Regions from separate parts of the Gasterosteus aculeatus genome. Here region 2 is linked to region 1. Evidence: chromatin contacts called from public Hi-C data. All regions are on one chromosome and are shown on one strand. The core of a region is the stretch at or near the end of the contact, and the rest is flanking DNA. Distances in the headings are between cores, read along the strand shown.

Evidence for each region. A called contact is a pair of places that touch in the nucleus more often than the background predicts.
Region 2: a contact with region 1 is called in a Hi-C map of skeletal muscle, with 3 times the contacts expected there. The contact joins the enhancer-like site here to the promoter of pamr1b in region 1. A contact is called at or near these places in 3 of 6 Hi-C or Micro-C datasets (skeletal muscle and tail fin).

Annotation. Positions count from the first base shown.
Region 1 is chrX:11,713,583-11,720,349 of fGasAcu3.hap1.1, reverse strand. It overlaps pamr1b (peptidase domain containing associated with muscle regeneration 1b), which reads left to right and starts at 3,158. Exons shown (of 14, transcript XM_040163508.2): 1 at 3,158-3,413. The coding sequence starts at 3,260.
Region 2 is chrX:11,844,365-11,851,131 of fGasAcu3.hap1.1, reverse strand. It overlaps ldlrad3 (low density lipoprotein receptor class A domain containing 3), which reads right to left. Exons shown (of 6, transcript XM_040163366.2): 5 at 3,854-4,250; 6 at 1,688-3,339. The coding sequence ends at 3,135. Among protein-coding and RNA genes, the nearest start is that of LOC144383739, 45 kb to the left of the region's middle. Within about 2 kb of position 3,046, at least 2 of the 9 cell types and tissues checked have open chromatin away from gene starts, as enhancers often do.

The DNA of each region.
Region 1 (6,767 bases), core at 1,909-4,408:
AAAACAAGCCATTCTTCACCAGTGTGTTACATAGATGAGAGAAATTTTGGCATCCAGTTTGACAGATTCCTTCAATATTAAGTTACTAACCCGAATTTTGTCATGTCTCTTCGCCCCCTGGGAACAGCTGTCACCGGCTTTGCTAAGTAACTGCCGCAGGCATCCGTCTTACCTGTGAAGCACACGGCCGGTTTCCATTGGCCGCATCGAATGGAGGCAGCAACTGTTGCGGAAAAAAGGCCCTCGTGTTTACTGCGTAACCATGGAAACGGGATGAATGTGATGCCATGATTGGATTCCTTCATATTAAAACCACATGGCTCCGCAAGCGCACACAGGCGCACTGACCCTTTTTGAACTCTCGGACCTCAAACACAAACAAGTTGAAGCTATTGCTAATGTACCGATCAAAACACATTTTGTGACAGAACTCGTTTAATATCCTCTGAAAAACCTTCTGTAAAGAATGTGTAGTAAACGGTGGACGGCATTAATTGTAATGGCTGCGAGGGAATTCGTTGTTCCCCCACTGTACCACTTCTTCCTGCACTTGGTAATGAGATTCTACTGTGAGATGTGGGCAGGGGGCCCGTTCTCTTTGACCAATCACGCTGCCTGTGGTGCCAAATGAAAAGCTTCTGTAATGCAGAGAAGATGTATGCAGGGATTGGTGGGTCATGAAAATATCTCCCTCCAGGAAAATATCTCTATTACAGTAATGCTGAATTAAATAATTACCAAGAGTCTGTACTTTGGCAAAGTGACCAAAATTGGTCTAGTATAGAGTTAAGTCATCAAAACAGATGTTTACATGGGTACAATATTGAGTTTTTGGCCAAATTTTTTTTTTTTAAACTGAATATGTACCTTTGATTTCTGCCTAAATGTGCAAGAAGATAGTCCTCGTGAGACACATCGCAAAATACAAAGCAGTATTGGATTTTAAAAATCAGAATCCTTCAACAGTATGTAAACAATAAAAATAGTAATCTCATGAGCTAGTGTTATTTTGAACAGTATCTTGATTCTATTCCGATGATTTTCTGTTTCTTCAAAAATAGCTTCTGATTATTGTTGACTTCTGGCTTGTGTCAATGACAGTGTCACATTGGACGCTATTTGTGAGTATAGGGAAAAATCTTCTTTAATTAATTAATTAATTAGAGAAGATTTTCTTCTGATTAACAAACCATTTTAAAACCCGAGACAAATGTTTTCCCCACAAACTGCTTTGCTCATAGAGACTTAAGGCTTCATATGACATTTTTACTCATTGTAGACTGTTGTATTGGAAACCTACTACATTTAACAAAAATCCCACTAAAAAGCATCTACTATTATCACAGTTTGCTATGCTGCTTAAATTGTTTATACTATTTATTCATAAAACATGTATAAATGTACAACACAAATAAAGAGAGAAAAAAATGTCTATTCTGCTGACAGAGTTCACTGCAGATGGAGTCTCTGAAAATACAAATCTAAAGCTGAAATCCTTGGGTTTCACGTAATAAACCATTGAGCATCTGGACAAACACTGGAAAAAAACTGGAGTTACTGTAAAGTGGATAGGAAGCAGCGACAGGGAGACAATATTTCCTTTTCCCCCACTCCCCCTCTAGGTTTCCCTCTTTCGTGCTTTTTTTTCTGTGTCCTTTTCCCTTCATCCCTCCTCACGAACCTTCTTGATTTCAGTCTGTTTTTTAATTTCCCTTCCATACGCGTTCGCAGACTGCGGCACGGCTCACGTCTTGCCTCCATGGTTTGAACTCTGCTGTTTTAGGAAACTGCTCTGGATATTTGATTCTCCAGTTCTGGCTCGTTTGATCTGTACTCCCTGTTTGCTGTTGCATGCAGCTTTGAATCCCAGTGGGCGAAGAACAACAAAGGAATTAGTTTCAGTGCTGAAATAAAACACACCCAGGAGATCATACAGAATAACTGTTGTAAAAAGGAAAGGAAAATACGTGGGTAACTGTGTTTACGCTGGCTGCCTTTCTGTGGTTAAAGTCTTCCCATTTGAAAGCCAGACGTTATACATTTATTTATTTTTATTATGCAAGATAACATTGGTAGCTCTCCAAAAAGATACAACATAGATGGGGATTAAATATCACACTCCTGTATATTGTTTTGCAGTAATTCCCTGTCCAAAAAGTAATACAAATCTTAGTCCCAACCTTGAAATAGTCTGCTGCACAACGTCCCGTAAAATGTCCAGTTTTTCTTTTAACTCTTTTTCTGTACAGACTAAACGGAAGACACACAGAATCGCCCCAGTGACGGTCGTGTTTTCCTCAGGTTGTCCCAGTTTCCAGTATTTAAGCTAAGCTAAGCTAACAGTCGCACGGCTTCAGCATTCCCAGTTGGCGGTATCAATTCAACGTGATCTCCAAAACCTGTTCGTAAAAATGTATACGAAATATTTGACATAGAAATTCGTAACAATACATACTAACTGGCGGGGGTTAACCACGCCCCTTGAGTGAACAACATGGCGGACCATGTTGGATTCTTGAGTGAATGTCTCTCCGCCATGTTGGATTTTTTGAGGGGGTTAGGGTTAGTATTGTATTCTTACAATTTATCATTGATTTCTTGTTAAAAATGCAATCATAACACGTTTATTTTACATCGTTAGACTTCACAAAGTGTGTTTACGGGGTGCAGGTCCCCATTCACTTTGAATAGGGTGACGTCATCAGTTGCAGTCCGTATTTATTTCGAATGTATCACTACGAATTTGTATCGCCAAGATTTTCGTATACATTTTTACGAACAGGTTTTGGAGATCAGGCTGATCAATCGGCTCCACTGACTCTGGGCAGGATGGCAAATAACAGACCATTCCTATGAACCTACAACAATAACCTACAGAATGCTATTGCTTCACACACATTGCATTCCAAGACAGACGTGTAGGAAACAAACATAAAAGGTTGTTCTTTGCTTCACTCCGACATGTGCGTGTCTGTTTGTGACCCCCGTTATGAGTTAACCGTAAAAACATCGAAGCCTGTATTCATTCAAGTGCAGTGACGTCGTCCTCTGAGCCGAGCGAGGGGAGTTTTTGGGAGACCCGCAAGTAGAACTCCTTGCAAGGCTGTGCTGTAATCTGAAGCCAACGAGAAACGAGTAAGAGAGAGAGAGAGAGAGAGAGAGAGAGAGAGAAAGATAGAGGGAGGGGGGAAACACTGAAGGGCCAAGAGAAGGTGATGTCAGCTGAGTTCAGAAAGTAAACAGAGTTCCAGACTGCGGCATGCTGTCTGTGGGACGGGGACTGCAGCTGGGGCAAACCCACGGGGGCACCCGCACAACCCCCTGGACCTCCACCTCTGTTCCATGGAAGGGGGGCCTGCTCCTCCTCATCTCTCTCTCCATCGCCTTGCCTCAAGGGACGGCCTGGCCCTATGGTAAGAGACGCCTCGCTCACCGCCGCTCCTTCTCTCCCGGTCCCGCGTGTGTTGGTGTCTGTTCTTTGTTCTCGTAAAAAGCCGGCATCAGCGACTCCATCCGCTCTTCCCTGGAAGAAGAAGAAGACTCACGGAGGGACAGTGATGCACAGACGCCGCTGAGATCATGTTTGTGCAATCTTTGGGTAAACGACTTGTGTTCTAAAACCCAGAGGGAGGCATTTCTGTGAGGGTTTGTTTATAGTCAGATTAAAAGGGACTTTGTGATCTACTTTTCTTCTCGTTGCAGTCGTTCTCTCCCAGTTGCTCTCTAGCTGGTCGCACATTCCTTAAGGGCAAAGTGAGGCGGTTGGACTCCTAAGAGGGGTGATGGATGCTGGCAAGCATTTCCTTTTGTGTCGAAGCTTGTCTTTAAATGCTAATTGGGTTTTCTTTTCTGAAATTGGTATTGGTCTTTGCCTTTTCACCCAGGGTGACCAGTTGAACTGCTGCAGGAAGATGTGAGTCACGTTTTAGTCGACCACTCCGCCTGCGGTAATGAGTATACCATACGCCGTCTCCCAGACTCCACTAAACCTCTGCCCTTTGTTGATTAATCGTCCCGCGGTTGCCAGGCAGTAAAGTAATCTTGGATTTGTAATGTCGGTGAATGGGCCGACAGGATAAGGCAGAGCTCAGCCGCGTGTAGCTGTATTTACTAAGAGAGTTCTCTCTGGGGTATTCGCCCACGTTTGTTGTTGTCAGCTGACTCACTCAGCTTCATATGCATCATCAGCTGATGATAGAGGATTTTCTTCAAGTAGAGACACACTGTCCTCATAGTGTGTTTAGCTTTAGGCAAGTTGTCCAAGGCATAGTCCAAGGCTAGCACACGTAAAAAGCGTATGATACCTTGGAGAAAAGGGAATCCTTGGCACAGAACATGCTTACAAGAATCCAAAACATATCCTCTCAATGAGCGTTTGAGAATAAAAGTACCGGAGTGTGTTTATAACATTTTGCCACAGTGGTTAAGAGAGTGATTTAATTTCCTGGCAATGGGAAGTTTATTTACAGCAAGTCTCCAGGACGACCAGCGGTAGCAGCGCTGGGGTTCAGGCTACGTTCAGATACACGATGGCCACACAGCTCCCCTGGGAGTTCCCCTTTCCATGATAGCAAAATCCCTCCAACCACAACAACAGCTGCTGTGGGGAATATGCAAAAGGAATCAAACACTGGCACATACATGCGCAGCAATTGCACTATTTTGCTGGGAGGAAACTACTCATTTGATTGATGTGTGCCATAACCGTGGTGATGCTCGTCACTGTAAACCTTCTCTGACACGAGTTCCCACTGAATTATGGCAAGGAAGAACGTATGACGTAATGTTGAGGCAAGGAACACGTAAAGCAGCATAGTCAAATGACAACAGTGACAAAAAACTGAACTAAACTTTTCAATGTCCAATGGCGGTGACACGTGCACAGCATTGTGCTGTGTTTGAAATGCATGTTGAACCCATCATCTCACTGCGCTCTGCTAAAATTGTCTCTTTTGGTCAGAGTTGAAAATAGCTTAGATGTGATAAGGGTGAGAGACAGGACTGATGGAATGCATTTCCCTCAGAGGTGAGCAGGAATATGTCAAATTGGACAACGGCTTTTTTTAAATGCCACAGAAGACACTGTTCCAAGGTGCATTTCTTAAAAAACAGTTTTTTTTATTCCTTGGCTTCAAATGTAAACTGGTGCCAAAGTCGATGCTGATGCAATGAGAATCCGTTTACCAATAATTTTCCAGGGGTTGTGGAACAGTTATGCGTGAGTTATCTCTCACCGTGACGTTTGGACAGAATACATTTCTAAACTAAGAAAAACACAAAGTGAGATTCAAAACTAAAAGAAATAACATTTATATCCCGGCAGAAGTCAGAGTTTTCTGCGGCTCTCTCAGCAAACAGGGGCAGTAAATTCAGACTTAAGGTCTCCGGGCTCGCGTGAATTTCCGTGAGCGCATCTCCAGTAACAATGACGTCAGTCTCTGGATCCATGTCGAAGTTTTTGCAGCTGACACGTGGCGGCTTACAAGCGTCGTAATGGGTTGGAGTACTTTGTGGACACCCACACAGAGGCAAAAACCAGGCAATAGGGTGTCTGTAATGCCGCCCGTTTTATTGCCATTTTCATTTTTCTGGCTTCTTGACGAGAAGTTGACGAGCTCAACATCTGGAATGGAAAAAAAAAAAGTAGATACCAGTAATAAGAAACAGAAAAGTCAAACCACACACACACACACGCACACACAAATTGGCACGATGAGCTTCAGAAATGAAGTTGGAAAAAACTGGCTGTTAAACTGTGTTTGGCTTTGTGCCAGTGCCATCTTGCTTCCACAGAATACAAGCTTATGAGTGTCCTTGGGTAATATTTAGAGGCTGCTACATAAACCAGAAGACATATTTGACAGGTTGGACGGAAGCGTTGCCAAACAGCTGTTAGGCACAATAGAGAAGCAAACCTTTTAATAGGATCCGTTTCTCATTTTGTTCAGCACCCTTTCTGACAATTGCCGTTTGGGATTAAACACGTATTAGCCAGGGGCACACAGCACAATAACAGTCCTGGGTTAAATTGCAGGTCTGGGGAACAAAATGATAAATGGTTTGTCATTTGCATGTTTGTACTTTTTTTTTTCTTTCTCACACCTGTGCAAAAGTATACATTTGACCAGCTATTTCAAAAGAAATGATAGTGCTTTCCTCAAGCTTTAAGCTCAAACGCCGAAGGGCCAGCTCCCGTTTGTACAAAAGCCCCCACAAACGCTCACTCGCTTGTACTCTTGTATGCGTCTACCTCCACGCCTGTTCCTTCTTTCCGCTCTGTAATAATTGTTGTACGTGCTGACCATGGAAGCCTCACACAGAGAGGCAGTAAGCTTGCAACTAAGTGAATAAATCCACATTTTCATGACGCAAGTCAAAGCTGCAGCATCCTAGAATGATATTTGTGGTTGTAAATCAGGATCAAGATGTATTAAGGAGAGGGAACAGCCTTCCAGAAAAGGAGCATGAAGTAAACATTGCGGACATCTGGAAATGAAGGCCCGCTATTTAAGGTGAAAGATTAACAGCTGATCCAAATGAAGCCATAAAGATCGGTTCTATAAAAGCACAGAATGTCATTTCTCTGTCCAAGGACAAGACACACAGCAGTGATCTGTGTAACAACATTACCGGACCACCTCATACAGCTTTTTTGACCCTTTCAAGTTCATGTCGTATAAATTGGTTCTCATAGTCTCTCCAGGTCATCGTCCGCCACAAACCTCAAGGAAGCAAAGGATGTCTCTTGATCGTGATTGAGATTAATA
Region 2 (6,767 bases), core at 1,797-4,296, 130 kb before region 1:
CTGAAGTTTTACGATAGCTGAAACATAAAGGATGAGCAGGACGGTGGGATGGAGGGGAGACGGGACGGGTGCGTTGTCAGAAATGATATTGCATTTTATCTGATATGTCATAATGTAATGCGGATATTGGATTGGGGGGGCATTAAGAGGTGGCAGGTTTCGGGTTGCATTACAATGAAAATAGGGGGGTGACTGGTGAGATAGTATTCATAATATTCATGTATTCAGTGAACTAGTTGTCATGAGAGATGTGGATAGTTGCCATGAATCTAGAATGTATGCAAATCGTGCACTTTGTTCAAACCTTCATCTTTTTTTTTTTTACCATAAAAACTTAATCTGACTCTTTAGATTTCACTGAAGTGCACACAAATTATTCCGTTTTGAAAAATGAACATTCAGGTCAAGGTTTAGTCCATTATGGTGCCATGGTGACCTCTCCTGGTGTAAATATAGAGATGCAGGACTTTTTCTTTTTTCATCTGCCTGATGGATACCTGATGGGACTCAAGCAAGAGCTTATTTTTGACTCCTAATTCAAACTGTTTTTGGGAAGTGGATAACGCATTTAGGGCATTTAATGGGTTGAAGGCCTCACAGTGTCAAATACTGTTAAAATCTGATTCATTGGTATCATCACGCCCTGTAAAGTAGCACTTAATACTCGTTCCTGTTCTCTACTTTCGTGACCTCTCCTGTCACTTTAGATTCCGCTTCTCGCTCCCATCAGCATTCATATCCCTCTCCTGCAGCCATTCCGTCATTAGTCACTCACTGTTAACGTCCGCTCAGCATCCCTCCTCATCGGCCTGTTCCGACCCTGCCCGCCCGGTTTATTTGCTTCGCAGGCTGATTCGCCAGGTTTTGACCGTTCCTGAAATGAGTGAACCCAACTATACTAAAATCTTATACAATTTGATAAAACTCTCGCTAGGAGTTTTATTTCATATCTTTTACGACCATTTCATGACATTGTTACTATACAAAAAAATGTATTCATGCAATACTGTTTACTATATTTTTTAATAAGTTCCGAGATGAGTTCCTGCGGAATCCCCTGCTTACCTTGGACCTCACCTCGGAGAGACAATAATATGTCTGAGCTGCTTCTGATCTTCCTCCCTGCGCTTCTCCAGCTGCTCCTTCAGCACTTTCTTGAGCACAGAGCTCCAATAAAACACATCGACACGTGATCCAAACTCTTTGTTCCAGATAAAAGCTGCTGAGGAGGCAATCCGTTTTGCCAGACGCCGCTTGTTGGAACCCCACGAAGACTGTATATTACATCGCAAGTGCAGATGTGCAGAGAGGCCGTGGCGCAGTGATTGGTTTGTTGGCACTGTCATATGTCATTAGAGTACTCTGATTACTATTTTTAGACTGTCCTGTCGTCTGCAAACTTGCTTCATCTTTATTAGTGTGAGGCTCGCCTGCCGGTGGCACAGACTGGCGTTAAAGCTTCAGACTGTGCTATAAACATCTAGTCGTCGGCAGAATGTAATACTAGCTGTGCAGGGAGACTAATTCACAAAAGACACAAATCAGCATTTTATATTACTTCAATATACAGAAAATCAGGGATGAAAAGATCATGATGGGTGAACAAATGTGAAAAAAGCCGACCGCATGATATAAATTCAGAAAGAAGGATTTTTTCTTCAACGTCCTCTAAAACAAAACTAGACAAAACAAGACAATATCTTTATATGAAAAACAGAACAAAATAAACGTTGTCCTGAGAAATGCTTCCAGTACTACATCAGATGACATGCATTTTAATTTAATAAAGATACAGGCAGTTGGTGGGACGCATGATGGTTCCTTTGGAGGGTACCATGTGAATGTTAATAATGATGATTAGCTTTTGGTTTATTATTTACATCTGGCTCTGAAGGAACAGAAAGATCCGAAACAAGGGGACATTACACGTGTCTCACTGTAAAGACTTTTAAATAGATTTTTATACTTCTCTCACCTCCTGTTTACAGTGTTGAACACTCAAAAAGGTTTGAAGATGACATCAGATTTATAAACACAGATCCTTCAGATATGCTTTGATGGTCATTGTCTAATACCGTCATCAGACAAGATGATTTACCAAAATGACTCATTGACATAAAAAAAAGAGCAAAATTCACCTTATTAAAGAGACGATATTCTTAAAATGAATGTTGTCATGTGAGCTTACCATGCTACTGTCTTTAAATGTTCGAAATCTGTGCCCCAAAAGAAATCCCATACAAAGTGACGATGGGGCCAAAATGGCTCACAATAAACCAATCAACAAAATAGTTTTTACATTTGTTTTTGTGTCTCCGTAAAAACATAATTGGTCTTCAAACTGAAATGGAATAGCTAGCTAGTGCTGAAAAAGACACGTGAATCTCTGCTCAGAGGAATGATGTAACTTACTATATATATACAGATATCTATGTATATATACACATACATATACACATCATTTCTACATTATTTCAACATTAATGGCGTACAGAATTGCTGAATTTGTAGTTTTTTTTATAAAAAAGACTTCCACTTCTCATCTAGAAATATTTCTTATATCTTTCAAAATAACTTTGAAAAAACTAAGTAACTATTTGTTTACTACAAGTCCACTGTAGCAATATTATCGGGTCGCTGTTCACATCAACACTGGAAAAAAAAAGATTCTAACTGTTGAGAAATGAGAAATCAAAACACACTACTGCATTCGATTGCTTTAGATTTACTCTGACCATGGAATCAACTTTTATAAGAACAAGGCTTCAACATGTCGCTAAATGATTGAAAATCATCAAATATAGCCCGTATTTCTCAACAGTACATCATTTTTAGACCTAATTATGAACGCAACCAACATCCCACGATGGAAAACACCATAGATGTCAAATAGGAAGCATCGACTCAATGTCGAACTAATGTTGATGCAGTGCAGCCGAGCCCCCACAAGGGGGAGCCAACGCAGAAGATCAGTCCAGCACGATGAGCTGGAGCAGCGAAGGACACTATCAGAGATAGTTTTCTTAGTCCTGGTGGCTTTGTCAGGTCTTTTCTGCGGGCTGTCCTGGCCTCGTGGCCTCGTGGCCCTGTAGCCTGGTCCTTCAGTCCTTCAGTCTCTTTCTGACAGAGCGACGCTACAGCTGGTCCGACTCGTCCCTGCAGCTGGAGCTCTGCTCCGGGGCCGAGGCTTCAGTTCTGGGTGTGGAGGGGGCTGCGGGTTGCGCTCTGGTGTAGCTCAAAGGGTCTTGTGGGCCCTCATATTGAGGGAGCTCGCCCTCTGATGGAAGCTCCGCGTCGGAGAGGTATGGAGGAGGAGGGAGATCAAACCAGGGAGGCCGACTAGGGGTAAAAGAACAGAAGAAACAGATACTAATGTGATGTCAGGCTTTGAACCAGCATCACGCTGGAAGATTTGAGATGCACTTAACTACACTTAATTACTGGGAAGCAAATAGGAGAAAATTTGATTGATTAAATCATAATATAATTGATGTTTACTCAATTTTGGTTAACTTAAATAATTTAGAATTGCACAAATCTGCTAGAAATCATTCATTTTATACAATTAAATGAATAAAATAACAGTAAATGAGTAACTAGCTGAGTAAAGGGGTTAATTGTTTGAGAAACACAAAGGCAGCTGTCAACTCATTTTATTCCATGTGGATGAACTTCAAGGGAATAATTATTGATTACGTTGAATTAGACGCTGCCAGGGACGTTTAACACCACTACTTCTGCGTTAATGCTTTCATGCTATTTTAATTGCGGCTTACGGTGCAACGCTAGCCTTTGGGATACGGTCACATATTATAAACTTCCATTGAGCTGCTGGAGTGTTCATCGCCCTCACCTGACATCCAGAACAGCTTGTGCGTATGACGGAGGGGAGTCCACGGAGAGTCCGGAGGGATAAAGGCTCCCAGAGAGCAGCTGCAGTGTTTGAGGAGTTGAGTTGTACTGGACCCCCCCGCTGGGCGACCCGGGGGAGAGACCGGGACCGCCGGCGTGGCCGTGGCCCCGGTCCAAAATGACCAGACGGGAGAGCAGCAGGGGCTGGTGGTGGTGGTGCGTGCTTCCTCTTACACCTCTGGGCAGCAGGACGCTCCGCTTCCTCTGGTGATGGAGCACCAGCGCCAGCAACGCCACCACCAGGACGAAGATAACGGCACTGCCGATGACGGCGTAGGTGATGCTCGGGTGGTAGCGCATGCGATAGTCCAGTGTCACAAAGTCCTGCCCCGGGGCTTCTGTGGAGGTGTGGGGGAGCAGGTGGGGGGTGGGGGTGGGAGAGGGCAGGAGAATGAAGAGCAAATTGATGATGACGGAGGTTGGGAGAAGACGGGAGGACGAGTGGCGGCAGGAGAGACAAAGAGACCCGTGGAGGAAATAAAGGACGGGGAGGAAAAACAATTTGAGGGAAGAGGCGGCTGAGGGTGGAGCAGGATGAGTGGTGGAGAAAGGAGTGAGAAGACGGGCATGAATTTAAAGTGGTGCGCATTCAGGTTCATTCTGAAATGTGTTCTGTGGGATTCAATGGAGGCAGCCTCTCTTGGAGATGAGAGTGCTACATAATAAGCATGGGGTGGGTGGGGGGGGGGAAACCCTGGACCGAGAGAGCGAGGCGCGTCCTCACAAGTGGAGACCTCACTCTTTACCACGGAGGAAGTGAATGAAAAGAGGGGCTTAATAATTCTTTATGAGGACTAAATGTCTCACAGCCAGTTGGGATAATCAAGGCTGGTTCTCGCCTGTTTCCAATTTCCATGCCAAGTTCATCTCTTTCAATAATTGATAAAATGTTGAACTTCTTTTAAGGACCCCAGAGGGTTGGAGAAAATATCGAAGCTTCGTATTTGACCGAGCCTTTTCTGGACAACGCAGAGACGCTTCATCAGAGGAGACATTTTCCTTAGGCTTGTTTTTGTGTTCTCCCAAACAGCACGCTGACCTCCAAGGCCTCCGGGAGTCTTCGGCAGTGTGCGTTCGGGTTTGTGTGCACACATGCTGTTGAATTCCCAACAACAACCAGCCCGGCATAGAGCCCACTTCATGTAGCAGTGGTCCCTGGTCAGAGCGCCTTAATTAAATCAGATCTGATTCAGACGCTGTACCCGCCCGCTGCCCCCCAACCGAGCCTCAGCCAATAAAACAAGCCAATTAATGCTACCAATTAATTATGAACTGGACTCTCAGCAGAGAAAGGCCAAAACAAAGAAACATTATTTCCGTAATTACTAAATTAAAAACACACCAATAAAAAAAGATCCCACCTCTGGCACCCTGTCCTGCCTTTCAGTCCTCCGGTTGCGGAGGGGGACACACACACACACAAAAGGAACTCGTAACGCTGGAACATTAACAATGGATCCCATCCAGAGCATTAGCGCTGGAGGCGTGAAAGGGTGTTTCAAATCACACAGGAGATGAAAAGAGAGGCAGATAGAGACCAAAGCAAGCTTCTTTTCCGTTAGAGGACAGAAGTGTGTGTGTGTGTGTGTGTGCGTGTGAGTGTTGCACCCCCATCCCATCCCATCCCACCCCCGCTGAGAATGTGATTGAGACCATTTTGAGCAGTTAGTTGCAGTTACGGCACAAAGGCAGGCGTCGATCCTCGTATTCAGAGACAGGTACGCGTGGTCTCATAATAACAAAGGCAACGGGTCAGAATTACACACCGCTACCTGATGGACAACATGCACACTTCATGTCCTTTGATGGCAGAAATCTCATTTCTCTGAAGTGAGGATTCCCACATCAAAGTCCTGGAAAGGCGAGCTGTTGTGTTTAAAATTCAAAAGCGACATACTCTCACCTATGATTAAATATTTTAAATGCCAATCCTATGGATTAACATTTGTAAACTTTATCTCCTTTCGAGCGAACAAGTACGCTTGTGGTAACACTACGTGTACTCACAGCGTCGTTACTTTTGTACCTGACTCATTGGAAGGAGGCGTCATGATCAAAGTAAAAGGTCGAAGGTCACCAGAGGCTTTCCTGCCTCGTCTAGTCGAATCTGACACAAAGGCTGAGGGAGGCTACATTCGTGCTGTAAAACAAGAGGAAAATCGCTCGGAGATTTAAAGTGGTTATTTTGTGGGCTTCTGTGTGGAGGAAGTTGAACAGATTTGTCAATTAGATCTACTAGTTAGTTGACATTACTGCACGAGTGATGAAAAGCAGTCAGTACGGTGAATGACGAATGTGAATGGTGGATTGCCATATTTAACCACCAGAAATTATAGCGAAATGATGCGGAGAGAGTTTACTTAAAACAATTTTCAACTGTGGAAACATCTGTAAATGAAGCATGCTGCCAGATTGGCAACTGCAAAAAAAATGAATTTATTCCAGTCAAATTGACATTGGATGCTTTTCCATAATCGCTATTTGACGACATGGATTACTCAGATTTGCAAATTGAGCATTAGTCTGGTAATATCTCTTAATTGTTGTCACAGCAACAATAACATTGATTCACATAACAATGCAGATCTTTCGTCGTGAGAGTTGGCAGCACCGTACCGACGACCTTTTCCTTCGCGGTGACTTCCATCTGCAGCCTCGAACTGCAAAGACAGCCTCACTCCGGGACCACAATCAGACATGTGCACAACAAACGGGGCATTTCCATGAATTATTCCACAGTTTCTTGGCACTTGGCAGGGCTCAGGCGACTGTGTTCCCTTTTCCAGGAGAACAATAACATGTTGAATTAAACAGCCGACATGAAGTGGTATTCAGCCTGCAGCGGTCTGTATGTT